Regions from separate parts of the Anser cygnoides genome. Here region 1 is linked to region 2. Evidence: chromatin contacts called from public Hi-C data. All regions are on one chromosome and are shown on one strand. Each heading gives the region's core, a stretch centred on a gene start, on an enhancer-like site or on the middle of the called end of the contact. The rest is flanking DNA. Distances are from core to core; before and after follow the strand shown. Region 1 overlaps ZCCHC14 (zinc finger CCHC-type containing 14). Region 2 holds the start of KLHDC4 (kelch domain containing 4).

The links. Hi-C and Micro-C count contacts between places; a contact is called where the count stands out from the background.
Region 1: a Hi-C map of liver shows a contact between it and region 2, with 1.8 times the contacts expected there. The contact joins the enhancer-like site here to the promoter of KLHDC4 in region 2. A contact is called at or near these places in 4 of 7 Hi-C or Micro-C datasets (granulosa cells and liver).

Annotation. Positions count from the first base shown.
Region 1 is chr12:2,574,829-2,581,128 of Taihu_goose_T2T_genome, forward strand. ZCCHC14 (zinc finger CCHC-type containing 14) reads left to right here. Exons shown (of 13, transcript XM_013197586.3): 3 at 4,512-4,585. Among named protein-coding and RNA genes, the nearest start is that of MAP1LC3B, 29 kb to the right of the region's middle. Within about 2 kb of position 2,618, at least 1 of the 3 cell types and tissues checked has open chromatin away from gene starts, as enhancers often do. A contact at or near this core is called in liver, where this site is marked.
Region 2 is chr12:2,438,551-2,445,352 of Taihu_goose_T2T_genome, forward strand. KLHDC4 (kelch domain containing 4) reads left to right here and starts at 4,634. Exons shown (of 12, transcript XM_013197594.3): 1 at 4,634-4,850; 2 at 5,839-5,930. The coding sequence starts at 4,752. It overlaps LOC106046485 (a long non-coding RNA gene), which reads left to right. Exons shown (of 3, transcript XR_001213255.3): 1 at 1-720; 2 at 1,028-1,486; 3 at 1,635-1,960.

The DNA.
Region 1 (6,300 bases), core at 1,368-3,867, 130 kb after region 2:
GACTGGAGTCCTGAACCCGAGGAACGTTCAGCTGATCAGATGACAATGCGCTAACCAGCAGCCAAATGGGTAAAAGTCTCAGGCTAGAACAGGAAAACAGAGTTAAATAAAATGTCTTCAGATGTCTTGGATCTGTTTTACCTGGAACGTGTGGAACAAGGGAAAAGCACCATTTGGAAAGGTGGAAAGAAGACTTGGAAATCATGCCCATGCCGTGGAGGAGCTGCCATTAAGGTCCAAGCTGAGCTTTTATAAACTGGCTTTTAGCTTACCTCCATTTTGTTGTGTATTTGCATATTCCAACTTTGTATATGGGTACACACTTAGAGTAAGAGCCTGAGAAATGGTGGGCTATATACCCCAGTTCTCCAGTCTCAAACTCTCTGAATGAGCTGGGGAGCGGAGGTTGAGATGTTGACATTTGTTTTCACCTCCTTGGGAACCAAGTAATCCAAATTACGGTGTGCTGCTGCTTGTTCTGGTTGCACTGACAATCGGTATCATACCTCAACAAGCAACGGTGTGGTCACGATTCTGGAAAGCTCCTCGAGACGTGGCTGGGAGGTGGTGGCAGAGAGAACTCGTGTCTTGCAGGCTGCGGTGGGGTAGCAACTGGAGGATGGCGATGCAGCGTCTCCTCAGGTCCTGAGCTTCCAGATTTGTGACCACCGTGCAAGCCCTTGTGACTTGGGAAGCTCCTGTCTTATCTCCCTGCCTGTGTTAACAGCTATGCTGGCAGGACATGGCTGTGTGACACGACTCCTACTGCATCATAACAAAACGTAAAGGATGTGGACTTAATCGCAGAGCGGTATTTGCTTTGGCCTCGGCAATAGCATTTCGAATGCAAGCTTCAATAACTGATGCAATTCTGTGTGCAGTTGATAGCTACACGAAGAACATTTCTCATTTGTGTTTAAAGGAAAGTAGCAAAGTAAAACAATCTCCCCCCGAACGCCCCAGGAAATGTGATTGCAGAAAATCTCTGCTAGAGAATGAAGATGTTTCATTCTGTCGGCTGCCCTTTCAAAGCAGAGTTCAACAGAAGACAAAGGGCTCGTGTATTTCAAAATTAGATTTCTAGTAACTGTGAATACGTGGGAAGGGTTGTGTGGTATGTCCCCGTACTCTGTGCTCTTCTGAATGAGACCAGAGAAGTTGTACGTAGCCACAGCCTCGATGGGAGCCCCTTCTGCACGCACCTGCAAACCTCCTTTGTCTTTTTTTTTTTAATCCCTTTTGTGTTTCATTTGTCACCTCGTCCAAATCCGTTTTACCTGCCTGTTGTAGTTCCCCAGATAACTGTGGGTATAGCTCCATCACAAAGTCTTCAGTGCCCCCTTCCTGGAGCAGGTCAGAAAGCCTAGCAGTGGGTGAGATGCGTCCCCACGCACACAAGTCCTTCTGTTGGCTCATTTTACAGGGAAGCGCTGGAAGAAAGGAGCAGACAGAAAGGAAGGTATGCCTCCCACCGATCCCCTAGCATGACGATACGCACCCTTCCAAGCTGCCCTGGTGGTTCCTGCCCCATGCACAATGCCTGATGTGGGGGTGAACCTGTGCTACTCGTGAATGAGTTCCCGGTGGTTAGATCCAGACCAGAAGCTTAGATTTAAGGTGGTGCAAAAGTGCTTGCCCTGGCTGTCTCCTGAAATAGAAACATCGACTGTTTTTTTATACCTCAGATGGGGAAGCTTGAGCCTCGCTGAATTCAGCATCCTGAAAATACACCAGTCTTGTGGGTCCTGAAGTCTCTACAGTTTTTCTGGTCGTGGAGTCGTTTATAGTGACATTGGGTAGAGTCAGCTCTTTGCACAGTTTCCCATGGTTTTGAAATGAATACGGTAAAAATGTTTCCTTTTTTCCATTTTTAGACAATTTGTTAGACAGCGAATTTAAAATCCACTCGCTCCTGCTGGGTAGATGGCAGCTTTTTCTTCCTGAGTTTTGTGTGATTGATCGTTCTGAATAAAGTTAAGCTGCACGGTAAGTTTAGGAAGGCTATTTAATAAAATCAACCACCAGTTAAATAATACAAAAAAAAAAAATTCAAGAGCCCACATAACAAAAACATCGGATAACAAAGTAAGCAAAAACTTGATTATAAGACTAATTATACATTTCATATCGTTAGCTAGTTGGGGCATTTTTGCAGATCATTGGAAACAGTCTGGACAACCTATCAGCACGTTGCAGCTGCACGATGAACTACATTTCATGCTCTGGAACAGACCTCGTCTTACGAGATTCAGTGCGGGGTCACTGCAGAAACGTGTACCTAATGCTTCACCTTGCTAATTGCAATCATTTCCAGAGGATAAACTCGCCACAGCAGATTGTGTTAACTGGGTAAGCTCGGGCAGAACTTTAGCATGAAGAGGTCACGTAACTGTCAGCACAATAAAATCTACGAGTTGAGTTAAAGTTTGTTATTAACCCACAGAGTAAGCCAGAAATAGCTCCATTTTGTGTTGGTAGGTAATCCTGCGTTGCTTGAATTACTGTAGAGGAGTCATGAATAGATAAAAGAGATGATGTTTAGAAACTGTAGGAAATACAAATAATAATAAAATTTCAATAAAGCGACACTGGATTTACTGTAACTGGCAAATGCTGAGTAACACTTGCCACCTTCCTGGCTTTCTTTGTCCTACTCCAAAGCATACGTTGCTGCGGTTGATGCTAGTCTTTTGACCATTCAGTTCCTCGCTCGTCCTTCAGCTGTTTCAGCAGCAGCACGGTGATACCCCACACAACATCCGCCCTACAATTTCTCTCTAATTATAATCCCGAAATAAATATGCCGATCAATATTTGCTGTATTTTAACTGTCATCACAATTACAGGTGTCCTGAATTCTCTTAAATCAGTATGTTGAGGGAGATTTTTCTTAAAATTGCAGGAAAACCTTTGAACTGTGTGCGTGCTTAAATCTCCGTGCTGTCCAGGTAGCTCATCAATATCTGGCACGCAGCAGACGTGTTCCCGTGGTGCTGAGCGTGCAGCGTAGCAGCGCGGTAGTACTGTGAAGGCAGCTCAGAAATGCGAGAGGAATCCACTGAAAGCTTTAAGGGGAGCAAATCGCGACAAAAGGATAAGGTAGAAGAGAAAGTAGTAAGTAGTAAATTGACGTTATTCACAAGCATAGGGATTTGTGTTACTGTAATTGGGAATTACATGAAGAAGGAATGGCTGAGGATCATAAAGGGAGTGCTAAATTTGGTATCAAATACCCACATAAACATCTGCACATCTATTTAAAATTTTGCACTTCTAAAAATTTTGACTGCAAATAAATAAAACTCTAAGAGGAGGTCGGTTAAACAGCCAAGGGCTAGGTGGTAACATTTTTTAAATGACGGGACACAACAAAAAGGTTTCAATGGACAAGGTAAAGCCTCGTGATTATTTCATGGGGAGGAAAATTGAGCCCCAGGTTGGAGATGGAGCGCCTTGGCCTTGGGAATAGGCTGCTCATGTTATCAGGGAAGAGAAAGATATATGCGATAAACGTACCTCTGAGTCATACAGGTGACATAATGCATAAATAGTCTTGAAAACAAGTAAAAACGTTGTCGATTGTAGTTCCCCAGAAAGAAAATGTCAGGCTGTGGATTTTGCTCGTTTGAACTGCTGTGTGGAAATGCAATGCGCACAGCGTGCGTCCCTCCCGGCACCTGTTGTTGGCAGCTAACGTTCCCGTGACTGGTTTCATATAATTGCTTTTGAATTGTTAAGCCAATGCAATTGAGATTTTATGAAAAAAAAAAATATCTGTGTATCCCCACGGGTGCAGGCACAAGACAGGAGAAATTACAAGAGAAACAGAAAGGCAGTAAAATAATCTGGATAATGCTTAGCACAGTGAGATCTTTGATGCGTGTGGGAAATGAGAGGCTGCAAGGAGGTGGCATTTCAACGATCTGATGCCTAGGGCTGTGTCTGTAAAGGCTGTACACACGTGGAGATGGAGGCAGCGGGGTCTGGGCTGTGCAGCCCTTCCCTCCGTAAGATCCTGGTTTTGCTTTCGACTTACACAAATAGCAATAATTAAGGCTGAAGTTTCCCGTCAACCTGCACTCAAGGAGGAGTCGTGATGTCAACGGAGCAATAAAAAAGCACTAAACTCCTTGTAAAACCAGCCCCTGAAAACACGGTTTCCCTTAGAAGGATGCTCTTTGCTACGTGATGTTGCTCAGATAAACCCATCCCCTTTTGTCATGTCTGTTGTCGTGCCAGCGAGTGCTGTCATATGGCCAGGAGGAAACGAAGAGCTTTGCACTCGGTCTATTGTTTGGGTGGTGGTTGAAATTAAGCCTTTCTAAAGCTAGAATGGAAAGCAGGTCCAATGGGTATCACCTTCCCCATCTGCCCTCAAGTGTGCACCTGAAGCACTGCCGCCAGCCGTCAAACGCGCTGCGGGCGAGTTCTGGCTCTAGCTACGAATAATCACACCTGCATGCAGCTAAAAACATCCTCCTCATTCTTCTTATCTCTTTGCTTTTTCATAGTGAGCGTTGAAAAAGTGGAGCTAAAGGGACTGGCACACAAGAAGAATGAGAGAAATGTTGAATATTCCTTTGAGGTAAGTTCTGGTGATTTTTTGTTTTGTTTTTTTTTTCTTCCTTTGAAAGAAGGGAGGATAACACTTAAAAAGGAGTTAAAGAAATTCTCAGACATTGTTAGATCCCAGAAATTGGTCCTCAAGGATAGGTGCTTAGTCTTTTTTTTTTTTTTAATCAGTGATTTGTAAGTAGTCATAAATTGCTGTTGATTAACATATGTAGATGTTGCAGAGATTGACTGGTAAGTGGGACACAGGCAAAGAAATAAATCACTCTAACGCAGCCAGTTGTGGCAAATGTATATTTATGGGAAAAAATCATGCCACACTTGCAGAAAATGGTATCTCTGTCCTGGAATGCAGAAGCTAACAAGAATTTGAGTCTTAATCTGGACAAACAAGAGAAATTAGGTACTCAGGGCGGTTCTGTGTGTATGGGAAAAGAGGCAGAATGACCGTTTATCTCTGTGTTCAGCAGCGAGGGGAGTGTGAGACTGTGGCATATGTTTCAGACGTTGCTGGTTTTAAAAGGGGTGTTGTAGAGTACAGAAAATAGCTATGGAAATTATTCAAGGCTTGAGGAAAATGCCATGCAGTGAGAGACTTAAAGAATTCCTCTGAAAGATGACTTGAGCATCATATAAGAGTGTTTTTAAAGGGAAGAAAATATTTTATGGTAAAGGAGTCGTTAATATGGCAGGAAAAAAAAAGCATAACAGGAACCGTTGTCTGAAAATTGAAGCCAGACAAATTCAGACTGGAAATGAGAATAGTTCTGCTGGAATGAGAGTGGTTAGCCACAGGCTGCTAGGAGAAGTGGCTTTCCCCCTTTTTGACGCAGCTTTTGGGGCTTCAGTCATTGCTCACGGTTTCTGTGGGCCTATGATTTCATTCAGTGAAACCTTGTGTTAATAGCGGAGAGCTGTCAAGAAAGAATGACAAAATGCTTTTGTCCCATCCAGTCTGAAGAACGTATTCCAAAATTCAGAATGCAAAGCCCAGAAAATGTCTTTGGCTTACTTAATGAGGCATCAAAGCCAAACAGTTGGTGAGAAAGGGAAAACCTGAAAGAAAAAGGACAGTAGAATTTCAATTATCTACAACTTGCACTAAAAAGAAAAGTTTCTTTCAAACTGAGACCCAAGACAGAGCGCCCATTTGGCATCTTCCTGTGATGTTGACAGCATTAACCTCTGCTTGTCTCAATTCGGGGATAATGACTGTGACTGCTCCAAATGTCATCAATATTAGAAAGGGGTTTTGATTTTTTTTTTTAACATCCTTATGAACGATATCGTCGTCTGGACTCCAGTTGCGTATCCATATTTTGTGGAACATTTTTTCCTATTATAAATTCTTCTATAAATACCAGAAATGACTTCTATCGGTGACAACATTTCACTTGACGGCTTGTAACTAAAAGAACCGTCCATAGTTTAGCTGAGCTAATAAATTGCTGTTTGCTTGGTTAGAAACCTAACTGCTAAATGTTTTGTTGAGGAGCTTGGGACTAGAAGGTCAATAGATAGAGCAGTTTTCAGCCGTGCTTGGCATTGCTGTTGTTCCCTGGATTTACAGCTCACGTTATTGTTTCGTAAGTATTGAAAATTATAACAAGTTAGCAAAACGTCAGTTGTAACAAATGTCAGGTTTTTACAAAACTAGAAGGAAAGAGAAGTATCTCCTGTATTTTCTGAAGCTTCTCACGAATCTTAAAAAGGTATTAATTCAGCGCA
Region 2 (6,802 bases), core at 3,384-5,883:
AGGATGTTTGAAAAAGGACAAGCAAAAGAAAGCGGTGACATGTGCAGAAGAATTCTGCCGCTCTACGTGGAAGTTTGCAAAGGCTGATTTGACTAGCATTAAAACATTAGCCCCTCCAAAAGTCCCGTCCTCCTGTGCTGACATGCATACGTTCGCATCCACGTGTGTTTAAGTTAAATTTGCAAAGCCTTTCTTTGAAAACGCTTTCTGGATTATGGTGCTTATCGGTTGAAAAATGTGAAAGCCATGCTCAGGAAACGGCCTGAGAGGGCACTTAGCACATGGCAGCTGCTCAGGGTGAACAGCTGAAATAATTTAGCAGCCTTGTGCTGCTCGCTAGAGGAAAAGGTGCGTGCCCCACAGCCAGGAACCCTTGGCACTGCAAGGCAATCAGCATTCACTCCTCACCCTTGCAGGCAGTTGCAGCTGTTTTACACAAATCAGGAGGTTTTTAATCCTCCCGGTGCACGGCCACTCTTAAAATGCTGATCAGCCTTACTGCTGTGCTGAATGTTTTGCTGCCCTGGGAAGGCTGCTCTGTTCCATCCACCTTCAAGGCTGGAACCAGTGCTCGTGCAAAATGACCTTGCTCTGAGATGCAGAGCCATCTCCCACAAATGAGCATGGTGTGACGCTGAAGAGTGAAAAAATGCAGCAGGAAATAGATATTAATGCTTACTGCCCAGTATCTACCATGCCTCTCATCCTGGTGCTTTCACTGTGAGTACGTTCGTTAAAAAGGAGCCAAGTACAGCCGGGCTGGGCAAGCTTCACGTGTGCAGATAAGGTGTGGAGGGGCTCACTTTGATCCTAAAACCAAACTGTGTTTTAGGTATTAGATGCTCATTTTGGTGTTTAAATCTTCTTTATTGCTGCACTGGTGCTAATGATTAGTGCTCTAACACCAGAGTGGTTGAGTATCCCCGTCTAGAATGTGCAAGATTGCTGCATCATAATTAATGAACAAAAATGGGAATTTCTAAACAACTCTCCCGCTCTGTCTTGCCTTTTAATTCTTTCTCTGCAGGCTTCTTTTCAAAGACACAGAAAGCCAATGAAGTCCCACTGGAATGGCGAGAGAAAGGGCCTATTCAGATTCACTGGAAAATTGTAGCTTCAAGTGTGACAATTTGCTGATGGCTTTAGATTGATATCCCTTGGGATCCGTACCTGAATAAAGCTGCTCTTTGTACTCCCCTCCAGGGAAGGCTCTGCCTTCCTCTGCTTCCTCTGTTTTCAAGACATAAAAGCACCAATTTCAAAACAGAAAATACGGGAAGCCAATTGAATGAGATATTATCAGCTTCTGGTTATAAATAAGCCTGAATGGAGCAAAGCACTGTCGCGGACTTGCAGCAGCTGCCTGCTTGGTCTGAATCCAGTCCCAGGTGAAACGCACATCAGCAGGGGCCGAGGGGCCTCTGCTGGACTGTGAGCACAGCCAGGATAAAACTCAGATTTTCCAAAGGGAGGGATTTTCTTCAAGGTGAGCCTTGAGCAGGCACATGCCCTTGACCCTCAGCCATATTTGCTTTTAGTGATGAGTGACTTTGAAATGCTTTCACCAGAATCTGTGAAGACATTTTTTTATGTGATTTTTTTTTTTTTCCCTCCTTCCTATTTTACATGTGCAGAGCAGAAAATTTGCAGCTCAAGCCTGGAGAAGACCAAGGGACCTGTTTTCTGACCTGTTAACACACAACAGTGCAGCATATTAAAAAAAATATATACTTTTTCCTGGGCATCCTGGTATTCCCTGGAATACAAGCAGCATTCAGAGCCCTCAGTCTGCTGAATACAGCTGTCCTTCCTCACAGCAACTTCTCAAAACCTTCTCCAGCACACCGGTGTTCCCAGGTGTGACGCTGGCATGATTTCATGCTCCTTTGCAGCCCTCTCCTCTTGCTCTGCAGGGCCTCTACCGAAATGGCATTGTGCTGGATCCTGCCAGCATGCTTGAAGTGGTCCCCAGTCCGCAGCCCCACGGTTCTCTCTGTTCGCTGGGCTTATCTTTGCCCTCATCTTTCTATAAGGTCGGTGTCAGGATACTCTTAACACAGGCTCTTCCTAAAATTGCAATGCGTTTTTGGTTGCTTTAGTTACTGTGCTGTCAGCATGTCCTCCCGTTTAATCTGTGTCGTTAATTCCTTCCTTGCTACTGGCTTCAGAAAGCATTAACAAGGGAAAAATAAATCAAGTATTAGAGCACAAAGAAGACTTGTGGGAAAAAGCTTTGGAGTCTTTTCTGAAGCTTTCATGCCTGTTATCCTTAACTTTGCTGATACAGCTGGATTTACCATCCTGTTGAATGAGCATATTCCAGACTATTAAAAAAAAAAAAAGTAAACCCACGTGTTCTTTGTATAGGTCAAAACTGGATGTGGGCTGCCAGATATAACAGTACAGAACACTTCATAGCAACAGAATGAAATGTGCAAACACTGGCGAAGTCAAGCTTATGCCACGTTCCTTATCAGCACGCAGTTCAAAACCCCCAAACAAAGCAGAAACAAAAACCGAGACGGAAATTAGAGTGTGCGGACATCTGTGCTTGGCAGCACGCGTGTGTGCGCCCGGGCTCAGCCATGTTTGGGAGCACACATCTGTCCTCCAGCTGGGTGAGGATGTTTGTGTGAACGTGTAGGCGTACATCCGTGCATGTCGTGTGGGAATGTGGTTTGTTCAGGGTGATGGGAAACTTGTGACAAGAACTCACCTAAGTCAGTTCTGGAGACTTACGTTCAAGTCTTGGGGCATCCGTACTCTCACCTCACCGTCTTTAATCCCCTCTACATAGCCAAGTGTCCATCAAATCCCTTTGAGAAAGACACGTCTCTTGTTACTCCCGTTGCTACAGCTGGTGGATTCTACACCATGGTGGATCTGGGGAATATTTATCCCTGAGAGGTTCACGCCGAGGTTCATGCTTATATTGTGCTTTACATTTTCGCAGCGCAGTGCAAAGTTTTGTTGGTTCTTTCATCCTCTTTTTTTTTTTTCTTCCACACAAACCATGAGAAACCAGACAGTATAGTTCAAGAGATCAGAGAACTCACACCAAGAATGTTCTGCCAAATGTATTTCCCCGTGTGGTGGCTAGCTCCAAATGACCCCAAGCATCTGCCACTACAATCACAAATACGAAAAATAAAGTTTTGAGAGTGGAACGTGAGCCCACAGAGCTGAGGATCTCTGCATGCTCAGTTATGGAGCACGTCTGGTGAAGAGGCAGCCTTTTCCATTTCAAAGTCTCCCAAAAAAAGGGTTTGAAGATTTGGCCCCAAGGGGAGCCAGCGACCAAATTCCTGTAGACATCAAGAGGGGACATGTTTTCACACACTGGTTTCTTGTTGAGGTTAAAGACCAAGAAGCAGCAGGGGGACTTCCTAGACTGTGCATGGAGCCAGGGAACTCAGCAGAGCGCTTCTAACTTGTTGGCTGAGAAACTGCCCCATTCTCTTGACCTGGTCTCTCCGTGGCTTTCTGTTCACTTCCTGGGTATAAACATTTGACAGGCTGCAGCTTTAGTTGTAACCGCAATGTTTTCAGGATGACCAGACAAACAAAATCCTGGTGAAGATGTACATTGTCCGCAACCTCAAAACATTTTCCCAGCTCTTCCCTTCTCCCTTCACGCTTCGGGTTGTTTCCAAAATGTGAGGTTCAAGTGTAGGCAGATGTTGAAAGCATAGGAATTTTACTGCAATTTCCATGGCACATACTTTATGTTTCGGTTAACCTGTGAGCACTGAGCCATACTTTCAGTGGATATCCATGATGTTTTTTGGTTAGGCAGTGGGTTGAACAGTAATGAAAACCACCCTGCCTCTAGGCAATTCAGGCTTTTGTGGGAATTCAGCGAAAAATGTAATTGTACTCCTCTGCAAGTGAGAAACAATAACAAAAGTAATTGTAAAGCACGGTGGGATGAAGGAAACTTGCAGCTCAAAGGTGTATTTGAACTTCAGTCATGTTTACAGTGTATGTGCTGGTTACGTGTTCAAAGTCGGTGTTTTCCCAGAAATTCTACCCAAGCTCAGCATCTACATGAAATACCACATAAAAATATGAATTGTTCTTCTTCTCCATCATCAAGGGATCACTAACCAGCAGCTGCCCAGCATCATTTTGCAGCACCCGCCGTTTCCTTCGGCTCACCAACACGACAAACTCTCTTTCCATAACTGCTACTGAAAACGAAAACACTCGTGCAGCCCCCAAATCCCCAACACTTTCATCCCACAGTTCGCTTTTATTTTTATCCAGTGCATCCCCCCAGGCTCATGCCCTGGGGCCCCCCACAGGCCCTCTGCTTCCATTTTGTGTGAGGGAGGGGGCCATTTTGTGGGTTCAACTGCCTCTTCTCAGGAGAGGAATACAAAAAGATAGCACAAAAAGGGGCTCGGGCTCGGCGGGTGGGCTATAGGTTGTGTGTAGAGCTGGGTTAAAACCTCTGCCCGGCGCAGCGCGGCTCACAGAACCGGGACAGCGAAGCCCCAGCTCGCCGCTTTGCCTCAGCCCCAACCCGGAGCTGCTTGAGGAAAGGCGGCGGGGCCACTAGGAACCGAGCCGAGCCGAGCTGAGCCAGCCGGGCCTGCAGAGGGCCCCCGCGGCTCGGGCAGGAGGCGGGCCGCGGCCTGGAAGCACCGGGCCGAGGCCGGCGGCGCTGCCCGCCCCGCGGTGCACCCAGGGCGGCGAGGGCGGCGCGGCGAGCGCGGTGCGTCCGGCGCGGCCTAGCGCGGCCTGCCGCCATGGGGAAGAAGGGGAAACGGGAGAAGAAGGGGAAGGGGGCTGAGAAGACGGCGGCGAAGATGGAGAGGAAGGTGTCCCGCAGAGCCAGGAAGGAGGAGGTGAGGGGCGGCGGTGCGGGTCTCGGGGAGTTTTGTGGGCGCTGCTCCCTTGGAAGGGAGAGCTGAGGTGGAGGGGCGCGTGGTTGAGGGCACCTCGGGGGAAAGGAGGGTGCGAGAAGGAGAAATGGTGATTTAAGTTGCCTTCCATCTCCCCCAGCCTTTTCTTGAGGCCTTAAAAGCGAAGGAAAATGTTTCTGTGCTCCCTTTCCCTGCGTGAATGCAGCGGTATGCACAGCTGCAGACAGGGGAGGTGCCGGCGTGTGCCTGTGCGGGCTGCAGGGAGAGCTGCTGCCATGCTGCGGGGGGGAAATCCCCAGATTTTGGAAGTTTGCTGGGATGCAGCTGCCGGCAGGGAAGGGTTGGCTGGTGGAGGTGGTGAGCATGGGGCTGTCGGAGAGACTTTGGATCAGAAACTCCCCCTAGCTGCCGGCCTGCTTGTGCCCTCGGTGCTCGGTGTTCCTGCGCTTTGGAGGCAGATTTAAATTTAATCCTGGAAGGGGATGAAAATACGTGTAGGTTTCTCTCCAGCTAAAGTATAAACTGGCAGTAGACAAGAGTTTCCCATGACATTTGGGCAGTTTTCCGTTGCAGACAAAGAAGAGGACTAGTTGGGTTGTAGCATATATTTCATTATAATTTTGTCAGGGTTTAAATAATAGCCATTTCCATGCCCATTTGTGCGATGTTTTTGCTGCAGGAGCAGCAGGTGCATGCTAAATGCACTTTGCATGCCATCCTGTTAGGCCTCTTCTGAGCAACTTGTCAGTGTTTTAGGAGAGACTAATCTTTAAAGCATATGTGGAAGTACTCAGCATCCATTTCTTTAGACTGAAGTCTGAAAAAAGTCTAAAAAGTCTAAAGTCTAAACGTCTGCAGACTTTTTTTTTTTTTTTTAATGGGGAAATTCTGGGAGCGAACGCTGGTTTTGTATGGTGTGCTGGTGGTTCTGTGCATATCAAGGAACTTATGTCTGTGTTTTTATTTTCAGGAGGATCTTGAAGCCCTGATAGCAGAATTCCAGAGTTTAGATGCTAAAAAGACCCAAGTAATTGAGACAGCCTGCCCACCGCCCTCGCCCAGGTAAGAGATTGTGTGAGACTTTGGCCATCACTTATACACCTATTGATGAAATTTATTTATGTAAAGTTACTTGCTGAGAGCGTGATATCTGGCTTGGCTGATACCTGGAGTTATAAAATGTATGGTATATTGAATCCCTGGATTAAGAATGGGACCAAACACATATTTTTTAGTCTTAAAACCCCCTTTTTAATCATCCCACTAGTACAGCTAAGGAGTCAAAGCACTATTAAGTTAAAGGGCTTTGCAAAAGTAAGAGCTAAAAGGAACCTTTGGATTTGGACTAGGAAGCTGAAAGGATTCACAAGGATGTGCTGTGAGGGACGAGACACTTGATCTGTAGGCCTGGGGTCTGCATGGTGCTAGGTTCTGTATGTCTGTTTGATGTGGCTTGTTAAAAACCCCTCTGCGTGATATCTTTTTCCTCCCGACATGGAGGAACAAGTCAGTCTCCACACGGTGAATAGTACTTTGGTGGGATGAGTGGTGAACAGTGGTGACTGCAGAAGAACGATGCAGATAAGTTGATATGAGACAGCTCAGTTCTACCCATAGTTATGTGCCCTCCTAAAACTAATTTTTGTTCTTGACACACCAACATTAAAATTCAAGAGCTCACGTCAAAAGTCATGTTAAATGACAGTGTAACGTGTGTGCCTAAAATAGGAGAAGGTTTCAGACGGTGTCAAATTAATCTTGCTGAAAGTTTTTAAGAAGTTAATTTCTTTGGGGAGTTTTTCACCCTGGGGTGAAAATCACAGCCTACTAATTTGGCAGCTGATGGAGAGACTTTTGTGTCTAGAGGGCTGGGGTGCTAATGCTAGCTGAGTTAAAGGCTGGAAGTTTCTGAGTTTTACAAGTCTTAACATCTA